Regions from separate parts of the Rattus norvegicus genome. Here region 2 is linked to region 1. The links are chromatin contacts, called in public Hi-C maps. All regions are on one chromosome and are shown on one strand. The core of a region is the stretch at or near the end of the contact, and the rest is flanking DNA. Distances in the headings are between cores, read along the strand shown.

Evidence for each region. Hi-C and Micro-C count contacts between places; a contact is called where the count stands out from the background.
Region 2: a Hi-C map of Schwann cells shows a contact between it and region 1, with 4 times the contacts expected there. The contact joins the promoter of Cstl1 here to the promoter of Thbd in region 1. A contact is called at or near these places in 3 of 12 Hi-C or Micro-C datasets (Schwann cells, liver and psoas muscle).

The regions. Positions count from the first base shown.
Region 1 is chr3:156,316,175-156,322,696 of GRCr8, reverse strand. It overlaps Thbd (thrombomodulin), which reads left to right and starts at 2,519. Exons shown (of 1, transcript NM_031771.2): 1 at 2,519-6,171. The coding sequence starts at 2,672. The coding sequence ends at 4,405.
Region 2 is chr3:156,651,161-156,657,960 of GRCr8, reverse strand. It overlaps Cstl1 (cystatin-like 1), which reads right to left and starts at 4,909. Exons shown (of 4, transcript NM_001106522.1): 1 at 4,870-4,909; 2 at 4,147-4,489; 3 at 581-691; 4 at 1-69. The coding sequence starts at 4,374.

The DNA of each region.
Region 1 (6,522 bases), core at 1,270-3,769:
AAGTTGGACTTTGGGGGTATCCATAATCTGGTCTGTCATGGGTTCCCTATCTAGGGTGAGTAGGCATGTGTGTTGCATCTCCCTAGGAAACATTTTGTCATCAAGAGCCACCAAAGATGGAGGTGAATCCCTCCAAGACTCCAACCAGTTTTTACCCATACTCAGGGCTGCTGTGCTGGTTAGTCATGCCAAACTGGCACAAGGTGGTCATTTGGGAGGAAGAGAACCTCAGTTGCAAATATTCTTCCAGCAGATTGGCCTGTAGGTAAGCCCATGATGCACCTTCTTGACTGATAACTGATATGGGAGGGCCCATCTCCTTGTGGGAAGTGCCACTCTTAGGCTGGTGGTCCTGGGTGATATAAGAAGTCAGGCTGAGCAAGCCACGAGGAGCAAGACAGTAAGCAGCACTCCGCTATGCCCTCTGTGTTAGCTCCTGCCCTTAGATGCATACCCTGAGTCCTCTGGATAATGAACCTTAAGCAGTAAGATGAAATAAACCCCTTTCTTCCAAAGTTGCTTTTGGTCATGGTGTTTTATCACAGCCAAAGACACTCTAATTAAGACAGCTAGCATGTTGAGAATTCCCGAATCAGGAGGGTAACCACCTTTTAATTCTGTGCTCTCAGCACTGAGTAATCAATCCCACTAGTTCACACTCTGCAGACAGTCCAGCTGGTCCATGCCCTGTTGTCTTCTACCTATCCGATATCCCTACTCTGAACAGTGCCCCTGGAGGTCCCATCCCACATGAGAAAGCTGCTTCCTCCTCTAAAGGCTATCTCCACTGTCCAATCCCTGGCCATTCTCTTCTCTTTCCCAGGACCCAGGTGTAACCGTATTCATTCCCAGAACTTAAAAGAGTGGCATCCATTCACTGCTCTGGTGTTTTCCTTACTGAGAGCTGAGGCAGCTTTGACCCAATAAAGACAAGTTCAGCCAATGGGATGGTGGACTGTACCGGTTTCAGCTCTGGCTTGACAGAGCCAGAGTCCCTCATAGGCAAGCAGATGGAGGATGTTTCACCTGCTTCTTTTTACTGTTTCAGTGCTTTCATCCCACCCTCTTGGCCACAGGTCCATCCGTGTATGTTTTCTCCACACGAGGACATCACAGCCTTCTGTTCTCATCTAAAGTCTGAGCTGTACTGGATCAGAGAAGCTATTTATTAGTAAGTCGTGGGAACTACGCAGGGCTTCCCACAGACGAATTTCCTAACCTCAGGCTAGGCTCCAGGCAGCCCACACTTCTCAGTAGCAGTTATAGTAATGCACCACTGTCCTTGGATTGGTCTAGAGTTCAACAGCACCGCCTCCTGGCAGTTGGGTGGAAGTGACAGCCGCGGGGTGTAGGGCGCGAGTAGGGAAGATGAGGGAGGTGGGGACGAGGTGGCTAAGCTTTGATTTGGACACAGCCCTCCCCATTCTTGGTGAGTGCTTAAGCGGATAAGTCATTAAGTGACAGATTTCCATCCGCCCCTCCCAGCTGCCCACAGGACCCTCCTCTTCAGTGCCGATTGTGAGCAAATGGACTGTAGGCATCTCTATCTTTTGAGACTCTCAAATGACAATGGAAGTGATCACCTCCAAAGGAACCAAGTAGAATCCATTGTAGCTCATATCACCTCCTTGCTGTGGTCCCGGGCCAGTTTCACTAAGGGGTTTGAGATAGGTTTGGAGGAAAACGAAACAGAACAAAACCAGAACAAAGGAACGCAACACACCTTTCCCAGAGAATTCTGGAGGAATTCAAGTGGGAAAGGGGGCCCTGATCTCTGAACCCATACAACACTTGCACGACATTCTCAAGCAACTAGATAGGGTCTGGCCTTGGCGATGCCTGCCCAAGATCAGGGGATTGCTGTCCAGATGTCAGAATGGAGAAGAATGGAGAAGGCTTTGAGGTTATTAGACCACTCCATCCTCTTGCTGCCCTAGTATAATTTCCCGGCCTCTTCTAAGGTCATTTGGGACCCAACCCCTCTGCTAGTCACAGCAGCCAGGCTTCCTGAGCTCCCATCAGGGATCTAGCTAATCCTTCTCAGAGTCTTGCAAGTCTCAGACACACCCTCTACCAGACTCTTCCTTTTTTTCCCCCCTGCCCCAACTACCAGGCCATCCTCCAAACTCTGGTAGCATCTATAGGGAAGTGTGTGTGTGTACGTGTGCGTTTGCTTGTGTACGTGTGTAGAGGTTTAAAGACAGGCTACCCGTGGGCTATACCGGAGAGTCTGGGACGGGAACTGTCGACTTGCTGACACAATTCAGTTCTGTGGTGGCGCCTGCAGGCCACGCCCTAGGGCCTCCCTACGCCCAGACAGTGTTTTTAACTCTTCGCACAGAGGTGATCCCAGGCTGGAGGGCGGGCACAAGGCGTCCGGAGAACCCAGTAATCCGAGAACGCAGCATCAGCCCTTCCCACTAGGCACTTCCTTCCTTTTCCCGAACCTCCAGAGAGGGAGGGCCGCGCATTTATAAACTGGAGCCTCAGCTGAGTGGCATGTCAGAGGCTGCCTCGCAGGGACTACGAACCTGGGCTAGAAAAGTCTAGGCTGAGACAGAGGCTAACTGCTGTCGCCGCAGACGTACGAAACCCTCTGCCGGGACTGGGTGCCTGCACCATCGCAGTGCTAGCGTTTTCTCGTAGCTTGCACGGTGTTCTCCTGAACAGCATGCTTGGGGTTTTCCTTCTGGGTGTGCTGGCTCCAGCTGGCCTGGGGATCTCTGCACTAGCCAAGCTGCAGCCCAAAGGCAGTCAATGCGTGGGGAATGAGTGCTTCGCGCTTTTCCAGGACCCCGTGACCTTCCTCGATGCCAGCCAGGCCTGCCAGCGCCTGCAGGGACATTTGATGACAGTGCGCTCCTCGGTGGCTGCGGATGTCATCTCCCTTCTGGTGAGCGACAGTAGTATGGACTCACGGCCCTGGATCGGTTTACAGCTCCCTCAGGGCTGTGGTGACCCGGTGCATCTCGGGCCCCTGCGCGGCTTCCAGTGGGTTACTGGGGATAACCACACCAGTTACAGCAGGTGGGCGCGGCCCAACGACCAGTCGCCTCCACTTTGCGGTCCGCTGTGCGTCACGGTCTCAACAGCAACAGAAGCTGCACCAGGCGAGCCGGCCTGGGAAGAGAAGCCGTGCGAGAACGAGACCAAGGGTTTTCTCTGCGAGTTTTACTTCGCAGCTTTCTGCAGGCCTTTACGGGTGAATACCCGAGATCCTGAGGGTGCCCACATCTCTAGCACCTACAATACCCCATTGGGGGTCAGCGGCGCGGATTTTCAGACGCTGCCGATAGGCAGTTCTGCTACCGTGGCGCCCTTTGGCTTGGAGCTGGTGTGCAGGGCCCTGCCCGGAACTTCAGAGGGACACTGGACTCGGGAAGTGACAGGAGCTTGGAACTGCAGCGTGGAGAATGGTGGCTGCGAGTACATGTGCAACAGGAGCGCTAACGGACCCAGATGCGTCTGCCCCAGCGGCGGGGACCTGCAGGCTGATGGCCGTTCGTGCGCAAAACCTGTGGCTCAATTGTGCAACGAACTCTGCCAGCATTTTTGCGTCAACAACTCTGATGTGCCAGGCTCTTATTCCTGTATGTGCGAAACAGGCTACCAGTTGGCGGCAGACGGACATCGGTGTGAGGACGTGGATGACTGTAAGCAGGGGCCCAATCCATGCCCTCAGCTCTGTTCTAACACCGAGGGCGGCTTCGAATGCCGCTGCTATGATGGCTATGAGTTGGTGGACGGAGAGTGCGTGGAGCAACTGGATCCGTGCTTCAGATCTAAATGCGAGTATCAGTGCCAGCCAGTAAACTCCACGCACTACAATTGCATCTGTGCTGAGGGCTTCGCACCTAAGCTGGATGATCCCGACAGGTGCGAAATGTTCTGCAATGAAACTTCGTGCCCAGCAGACTGTGACCCCAACTCCCCAAGCTTTTGTCAATGCCCTGAGGGCTTCATCCTGGACGAGGGTTCCATATGCACAGACATTGATGAGTGCAGTCAAGGCGAATGCCTCACCAATGAATGTCGAAACCTTCCTGGCTCCTATGAGTGCATCTGCGGACCTGACACAGCCCTTGCTGGTCAGATTAGCAAGGACTGTGACCCCATCCCTGTTCTGGAGGACTCAGAGGATGGTGGCTCTGGGGAGCACCCATCAAGCAATCCGACGGTAGTCTCTTCGACAGTTCCCCCTTCTGCAAGACCAATGCACTCTGGTGTGCTCATTGGGATCTCCATTGCCAGCCTGTCCCTGGTGGTGGCGCTTTTGGCGCTTCTTTGTCACCTGCGCAAGAAGCAGGGCACTGCTCGCGCAGAGCTGGAGTACAAGTGTACCTCTTCAGCCAAGGAGGTAGTACTGCAGCACGTGAGGACTGATCGGACGCTGCAGAAGTTCTGAGGGATTTACTCCAGAGACCAAGGTGGCCTTTGTCTTTCCGGGCTCTGTACCTCTCCTTTCTCTCTCTTCAGCCTCCCAGCTGTGCTCTCTGGCAATGTAAAAGCATTCTGGCTGGTATAATAACCAGAGAAGAGCTCATCCTCTTATGACAAGCGAGGGTAGGGAGGACTTGAAGCCGGAGAGCCCAGTTTCTTCCAAGTAGAGACTGGACAACTGGGCGGAGGTGACAAATACAGTGAAGATCCCAGAGTGTCCCAGTCCCTCACCTCGGGGTGCAGGATGTGTGGGTGCTGCTGATCTGTAGGCTTGGAGGCAAACCTTGACCCTATGGACTGGAGATGACCCAGATATTTATTTTTTTAAAAGTATTTAGTATTTTCTTCCCTTCAGCTTTATTCTGCTTGTAAGTCTCCAGTCCCTCACCCTTTTCTGTGTCCCTCCATTCCTTTCCCTCCCCTCCCCCTCTCCATCATTCTCCTCCCCGAACCTGATCATAGTTTGCCTTTACCCTTGTCTCCAAACTCTTATGTGAAACAGAAAAAAAAAAAACACTAAACGCAGAAAAATATTTTTTTTCGCTAGCTTTGGCAATTTAATCGGGGATTTCAGGTAACCAGAGCAAAAGAATTTAAACAAAAGTTAAAATGTTTCAACTGAACACTAACTAGTTAATAGTGCTGGAATATCACAGAATTTAAACTCAAGGAAGTAGGGTTTTGATTTTTTTTAATCTTTGTTTTTGAAAGGGTGAGCCTGGGTTTTATGATTGTTGCTGTTGTTTTTTTTTTATTTAGAATGACAAAAGAGGTAATAATTATTAAACTTTTTATGCCGGCTTCTACAGTGTTATTAATTTTTGACAGTGTTTCAAATGTGCAGAGGATCCTTTGTCCAACCCTTTGACATTCCAATAGGACATTGCCATCTTCAGACATATTGGGCCACATTCATAGCTATCCAAGAATGTATGTGGTCCTTAGCCTGGACATATCTGAGACGGATGGATGGAAGCATCTTCCAGTAAAGCTTGAGCTGTATGCTTCGTGCCTGGCTGACTCTCCACTGTGTTTGCCATTTGTAGTCCCAAAATAAAAGCAATGTGCTGCTTAGGGAGATATGGCAACTTGGGAAAGGAGTCTGGGGGGTGACTAGATGGGACTTTGCTTTAATGAAACTCTGGAACGATATCTTGTACTTCAGAGAGATCTACTAGCCCTGGCCTATACACAAGAATTGGGACCTCCCTTGGGATCTGGCTAGAATTGCAAAATCCTAACCCCCACCCTACCCCACTCCCACCCCAGTGAGCCAGTTCATAAGAAGCTGCATTTTGACAACATCCACAGGGCATTGTCCAGTCATTTCAGGACAACTGGTCTAAAGAGTTTCCAACTTCTTGAGAACATTTAAATGTCACTTAATAATAAGTAGCAGGCCATATGCAGGCCATTTTTTAATAAAGAAACTGAGGAATTTTCTCTGCATAGCTTTGCTTTCTGGATAAAATAAAAGGACCAGGTACATGCCTCTAGATATTGGCATACAGAGTCCAGAAGGGTTTTGTTTTAAGTAAGCTAGGAATGAGTTCATATGTCAGTGTAAGGAACAAATGTATCATATGTGTATCTTTTGTGAAGAAAAGGTTTTCTTTACTGTTTTGTAGGCTCAGCATATCTGTACATATTTATTTATTGGAGTTTAGCTAGAACACAAGCAAAGCCTTTGCTTATGACGTCACGTGTATAAAATAAATAGATTACAATGTACCGATGGGTGTCTCCTTCCTTTCTCTCCTCCAAGTCCCTTCATTTTTAAATCTTATTTTATACTCAGAAACAATGCCAACTGCAGGAGATACATTCCAGGCTGGACTGCATCTTTACGGCCTACCAATAGGCCGCCCAATCTCTGACGTTGCCTTCCAAGAGGAGGCTCTTTTCCATGTAACAGGAGTTTGTTACCTTTGTATGCACAGATATTTTTTTTTTATGTGTATGACCGTAGCAACCTTATATTGGAGGCCTCGTGTCTGTGTTTTCAGACACACTCTAGGATCTGAGGGAATCTTTAGCCTCCCAACTGAGGGTCATTCTGTGTGTGCGTCATTATTGCCTGTT
Region 2 (6,800 bases), core at 3,660-6,159, 330 kb before region 1:
GGAGTTGTTCCAGAGCTGGTAGTAGTTCATCCAGGGTACAGTGTATATCAGTGATGTGCAAATCAGGCTCTGTGGAATAAGAAAAAAATGAGATAATCAGCTTTGGGGAAAAGAGTCTTCAAAGTGAGGGGAAAAAATCTCCTGCTCCTCAGGCCCTGGGGCACTGAGAAAGGAACTGTCCCTCTGAGACCCAAGGCAGCTGACTCTGGAACCCTCAGTTCCAGGACGGGGTACGGAGTTTCCTCCTCTCCTCCCACTCCTGTACCCACACCCCGGAATAGCCATCTGGCTGGAGAAGGACCAGGCAACATAGAACGGGACAAGGTGGGACACTGAGGGACAGCAGAACTGAGAAGACACAGGTGATAAGACAGTCCTCAGTGACCTAGAGAATGAGAGCAAGACCATAACAAGAGCCCCAAGGAGAAGTGAATAACACTTGCACCCTGGGACTCTGTGCACCAAGAAGTGTGAGCTAGCCCTAGGGCTGGGCATCTGCTGGCCCTGACTCTCACAGCTTGGGAATATTCGCTCGCTATCCTTGGCCTTCAGGCACTCTGAGAGAACTCCCACCACACACCTTTTTCAGCTTGTTGCTTTGCAGGTGACAGGAGGCTTTCTTCGTCTCGTTTTTCTTACATTTGGTCCTGCCAATCTTCACAGTAACCAAATACTCCACTCCTGTGGTCAACTGCAGAGAAGCAATTAATCGCATTTCTAGTTTCCACTTTGAGTGTCTAGTGGCTGACCTTCTCCACAAGGAAAAAAGTCATGACTCCTATTCCCAGAAATCTTGCACCAAAACTCAACTCCTTCCTCCCTGCCTGAGTGAGTCTCAATGGCAACTGAGAGCTCTGATCAGCCACAACCCTGTGCCCTCAACTTTACTGTGGTAGCCACATAGTGGCCTCTATTTTGCACACACACACCCCCCCTATTCTCATGCTAAGACAAGCTGGGTTGACTCGTAACCACAGACCTCCATGGTTCTCGTATTGCCCTATTTCTACCAAGTCTGTGCAGTTATTCACTCCTTCCTTACTCTCCTTTCCAGTCAATCAGAAAGTAGACAATTTAGGAACACATCTAAATATGAATTAGAGAGATGGCTCAGCAGTTAAAAGCACTTGTTGCTCTTGCAGAGGACTAAGTAAGGGTTGGTTCCCAGAACCCACGTGGCAGTCCACAACCATCTGTAACTCCAGTTCCTGGGGATCCAGTACTCTCTACGGGCCTCTGCAAGCACTGTGTGGATGTGGTACGCTTCTATACAAACCCTTGAAGGCAGAAGAACACTGATACACATAAAAAATAGAAGTCTTTAAAAAATTATAGTTTAGGAGTCAAACTGATTCTAGCCATTCGCTCCCCATGTATTAGCTCTGAAACCTTGAGAAAATAACCTAGCAGCCTCCGTTTGCAAGGTCCACGTAAGCATTCAAGCTGTTTGTGGAGTCTGTGGGCAAAACAGAAGCACTAACACCAAAAAAAAAAAAAAACCCAAGTTACTATGTAGATACTTCCTCCCGATCGAAGCATTTCCTCTGGAGAGTGGAGGTTAGCTTCTAAGATTCAGGAACCAAATGAAGTAAGATCAGAAGGCTTCCTACCCAAGGGGATTAAGGAGAGTTTGGGGCTTGGCGAGCCACCTGTACCACCTGTGGGAACTTCTGACATACCATCATCGTCCCGAGTCATCACACTTACTAGAGTAGGCTTTTCAGTGATACAGCTGTCATTGAGTCACCCATGTTCCCCTTAAGAGTTTACTCATTAGTAAACTAAGCTAGACGTTCTTAATCATTGCTTTGGTCTGTTGTTGGTTCCCTATCTGTAGTAAGTAGATGTTTGCTGCTCAGGCCCCCACACACACACCAGGAAAAGCCACACAAGGGTATCCTAAGGATTCTTAAGTGATTAAATGTTTCTGCCAAAGTGTGTGGAGCAGCTATGACACCTGGAGAGCCAAGGACAGAAGAACAGCTTGTGCTGAAGACCTTGCTTTCTCTCCCAGGAGTTTTCCACTTGATATGATACCCCCTGTTCCCTGAATCTGTTTTCTCCTGGGGCAGTGGACAGTGTGAGATGATGATGTGCTGACTAGGTAAGGCAGAGAGAATACCAGCCAGGGCCAGCTCCCAGGGTGCATCTGTCTTCTTTTACTCATGTTCAAACCTAAGGCTGTGAAGACTAAGAAGGCAGCGAGGTGGTGGTGGTGGAGGGGCTGGGAAGGCCTGTGTAGAGAAGAAGCCCTACACATGGAATAAAACGCTAAGGAAATATGGTGGCTATTGACCCAGGTCTGGCACCTCAGAAGAAGGTATACATTAGAGGGATCTACGTATAGTGGAGAGAAACTCTTGGGAGCCTGCTGATTCTTGTGCCCAAATGTCAGTGGTTCAACCTAATGAGACAGTAAGTCTGCCTAGGGAAAATGCAGGCAGAAAATGCACCTTGATCCTGGTTGAAAGATTCCCATAGAAAAAAATCTAAGGCCAGATCCCAGGGCAATTGCTCATGGCTGCACTGTGAACACAATCTCAGTACTAGCCTGGAAATCCCTAGAGTGCGGGTGCTCCTCTGCTGTCATCAAGGGGCTATTCTACTTGTGCACCGGGACGTTGTAGAACTGTGCCAACCACTGTCACACTGCCTGGCCATCGGCAGGTTTATGTAGGAGAAACCTAAAACATGCATGTCTTTAAACTTCCTATCAGTCTCGATGACTCACTTAGAACACAAATCAGTACATTTTAACACATGCCACTAGGTGGCAGCATTGTGCTAAATTGTTACTGTTCTGACTCATTTTGCCTCTGAAGAAGCAATACGAAAGAGTCTAGATAACGTCTAACCAAGATTCCCACGACTGGGGACAACTGAAAGGTGAAACCAGGCCCATAGCTTACCATACATGTCTACTACTCCCCCTTGGCAGTATTGAGACTTTCGAAGTCACATCTAGATATTGAGATATCGGGAAACCTGTGTCCATGATCCTCTCTTTCCAAGTGACAGGCCCATATTGTTCGCTTATCACTTTGAATAACTTCAAGTTTGCACATAACATTTAAAAACTTTTCTTGACTAGTTAACTGTTAATGGTAGAAGGTTGATTTCACAGGTTATCTCGGTATCTCAATTAGAGCTTAAGGAAACCGATCAAAGTGAAGACAAATGAGGACAGTGCCATCTTGTGATCATAGCACAAAATACCAAGGAAGCCCCTGGACTGTGTCAGGATTAAGGAATCCATTGTCCTGGTTATCAAACTTTGCCCACCCTGCCCCATGCATTCCCCCCTTGCTGTTAACTCCTGTTCCATCTGCCTCCCATTGTCTCTGACTAGTAGCCTTTTCTCATAGTGAACGATTTCTTCTCCAAACTGTCTAGCTGAGATGCAATATTGTTTCCATAGTTTACTATCTGACCTTAAGGAAACATTGGATCAATAGTTTTCAAGCAACTGCTTTCCTCTACCGCCTTTCAGCTAATATGGTAAGTCACAAGAATGCTGTGTGTAAAACGAAAAAGAAGGTGCAATGACACAGAAGTGTAATCCTAGCACTCACAAGCCAGGAGCCTGAGGATGGATAGATACGGGCCAGCCAAGGCTAACTACAGGGACTGTGCCTCAAACGGAGTAGAACTGATCTGACTGAAGCTGCTTGCCCATTCCCTGTCCCTACTGCTCTAACCAAAGACTTGTTGTTCTAAATGTCTCAAATCCTAATTTACAGTCCTAGACAGTGAGGGTGTGGGGGGGGGATGCTGTTGGAAATAAGAAATCTACAGAGAGTGTTTATGGTTTTTCCAGATAATATCATTAAAAAGAAAGCAAAGACATCCCCATGCTGCCCTCTGGTATGCAAAACGAAATGCAATTTCTCCCATAGAACAATGGAGAATGGCAACAGGTCAACTTTTGGTCAAGAAGAAGGGTGTAAGGGTTAGCCTCCAGCCTAAGGCCAGCCTATGACACATGGCTGTGGTGACCAAGTGAGCTGCTTAACTCAGAGATATCACGTGCACCCATTGCATGTGAAGCTACCTAGGGAGTTGCCGGTACTTGGTTATAGAAAATCCCCACATGTCTCAAGGAGCAGGATGGGGCTTGTGTCGATGTCTGGGAAAGAAAGCACAAACCTGCATCTGACTGTGAATTAGCTTCTGAACTTGAAACAAGTAGGAGTCATTGCTTGCGTTGTTGTAAGACTGGATGAAGAAATGGAGTGTCGAGTTGATGTTTTTCTGGCTCGTGGCCTTCTCCTTGAAGCCCCCCCACCTCTGGATGTGATTCACCTTGGCCATGACAACCACAGTCACCAGCAGTAGCAGCAAGGGAATCCTCAAGCCTCTAACCTTCATCTCCATGGCTACAGAAGGCACTTATGTATAGTGTTGCCAGTTTGGGAGTGCAGCAACAGTTCTCTCAGTCTTCCACAGCAGTCTTCCGGCATTGGCTTCCTGGGAGAGAGCTTCACGTATGCTAAAGCAGAGATTAAGACACTGAGGTCATTCTTCCAAGGTGCTAAGGACACTCTCCGTGGAAAGCTTCCCAAGGGCCACAACAGTGTTCTTTAGCAGTGCAGGTTAAGGGGTTGTCTCTGCACACATGCCAAGTCATGAGAGAGTCCCTATCCTTGACTGCGCATATAGTATGATCCCAAGAAGAGATTTCAGAGCTACACAATAAAAAATGCTGTAGTGGACAGAGGGCACTATGTATGGGAGCAGTTGAAAGTTTATAGAATAAGTCATATTTGAACTGAGACAAAGGACTATGTGGAACCTGGAGTAGTACATTCTAAACTACCTTACCAAGCCACCAGCATCCCCATGTTTCCTCAGTGAGGTCCCCTTACTCACCTGCCTCCCACCAGTCACAGATTTCTCTCTGGTCTTTCCCACTGTGCTGGCAGGTTCCCAGGCTATCCCTTGTAATCCTGTTGTGACCCAGCAGAGCTTTGTGAGGTAACCCCAAGCTCCCCATGTGAAATCAGCCAAGAGTCTTACTCAGAAATTAACGCTGCAGGGGTGCGACCTATATGTAGAAACTCATTACAGTACCCTAGTTTTTTGCACCAGAAAAAGAATAGTAGTAAAAGAATCAACAAAATCTTGGACTAGAGAGATGGCCCAGTGCCAGCATAAGGATCTGAGCTTAGATCCTCAGCACCCACATAAAAGTCAGATTTAGCAGTGAAGCCTAGTAGCCGTGGTGATGGAAAGCAAATGTGGGTGGGTCCCAGGGCCTCACCTGTCAGTGCAGCCAAAATGCTAAGTCTAGCTTCATTAAGAAACCTAGTCTCAAAAATAATACAGTAATGCCATAAAACATTCCAGTACAACCTCTACACAAGTGCGCACACACACACACGCACATGCACACACACACACATGCCCATACACCACAATCCAGATGAAGTCTAGTGATTGTATTGTCAAATGCTAACTTTTTAGTTTTACATTTGTACTGGGATTATGTCCATGTTTCAGGAGGTTAAAGGCCTAGTAGAGGTTCTATGGGCTTTCTGTTTGTTTGAGATTTTTTTCAGCCTTTTCATAAGTCTCATTATTTCCAAATTAAAATGTTAAAAATGAAAACTAGTCATTGAGATACAGAGTGATATGGCAGACAACACACATAATCTTATTATCCAGCTGTAATCTGGAGATTAAAGCTGTGCTGGGATTAAAGCTGTGCGCCCCACATCTAAATCTCTGTATATGAAACGGGATGGATCTTGTGTCCAGCACTGGAGATTTCTCAAAATCGTCTGAGATTCTTCCCTGAGTCTGATTCACATGATGGATCCATTGTCTGATGAGCCCCTAGACCTAGTCCAAGTTCCATTGTGTCCCCCCATTGTGACAGTTTATAGTACTGTTTGGACACACCATGGCATCCAGATTGTGCTCCATAGAGTACTAGAATCTGTCGAGCTCCAGACATGGGAGCGTTAGAACACTCTAAGTTGGATCAGCCAAAGTCACTACAAAAGGAGATGTCTCATCTAGACCCTAATCCCTACCTTTCACCTCTGTATTACAAATGACTTGCTAAGTAAACTCTGCTACTTGGATGGGGAAAGAATTCTACTTATTGGCAATTCAACAAACTCTATTAATTAAGCTAAATATAACCAACAAAATTGGATTGCTATGTGACAGCAGAAGGACAGGAAGGGTATAAAACATTCTGTGTAACTGAACTTGGGGCTCAGTTCTTTCTTTCTATTATATATTTTAATTTTTTAGTTTACATAAATGAGTGTTTTGCCTGAATGTACATGTGTGTTCCATTTGTGTGTTTGATGTCTGACAAAATCAGAAGAGGATTTCAGAGTCCCATGAACTAGAGTTACAGACGGTTGTGAACCAGAGAATACAGGACTTCTCTGCAAAAGTGACAAGTACTCTTAACAAATGAACCATCTCTCCAGCCCTGGGACTCAGCTTTTTAACCACTCCTCTACTGAGCCTGTGAGTATGTAAAAACTACACAATAAAACTGCATAAATAAGGCCTCATTTGTGGTAGCCAGAAGATGGAAACAACCAGATGTCCCATGACAGAAAGAAGGATGGATACAGAAAATGTGGTTCATTTACACAATGGAATACTACTCAGTTATTAAAAACAAGGACATCCTGAATTTTGCAAGCAAATGGGTGGAACTTGAAAATGTCATCCTGAATGAGGTAACCCAGAACTAAAAGAACATGCACAGCATGTTCTCACTAATACGTGAATATTAGCCAAAAAAATAAAAAGTACAGAATACCCAAGATACAGTC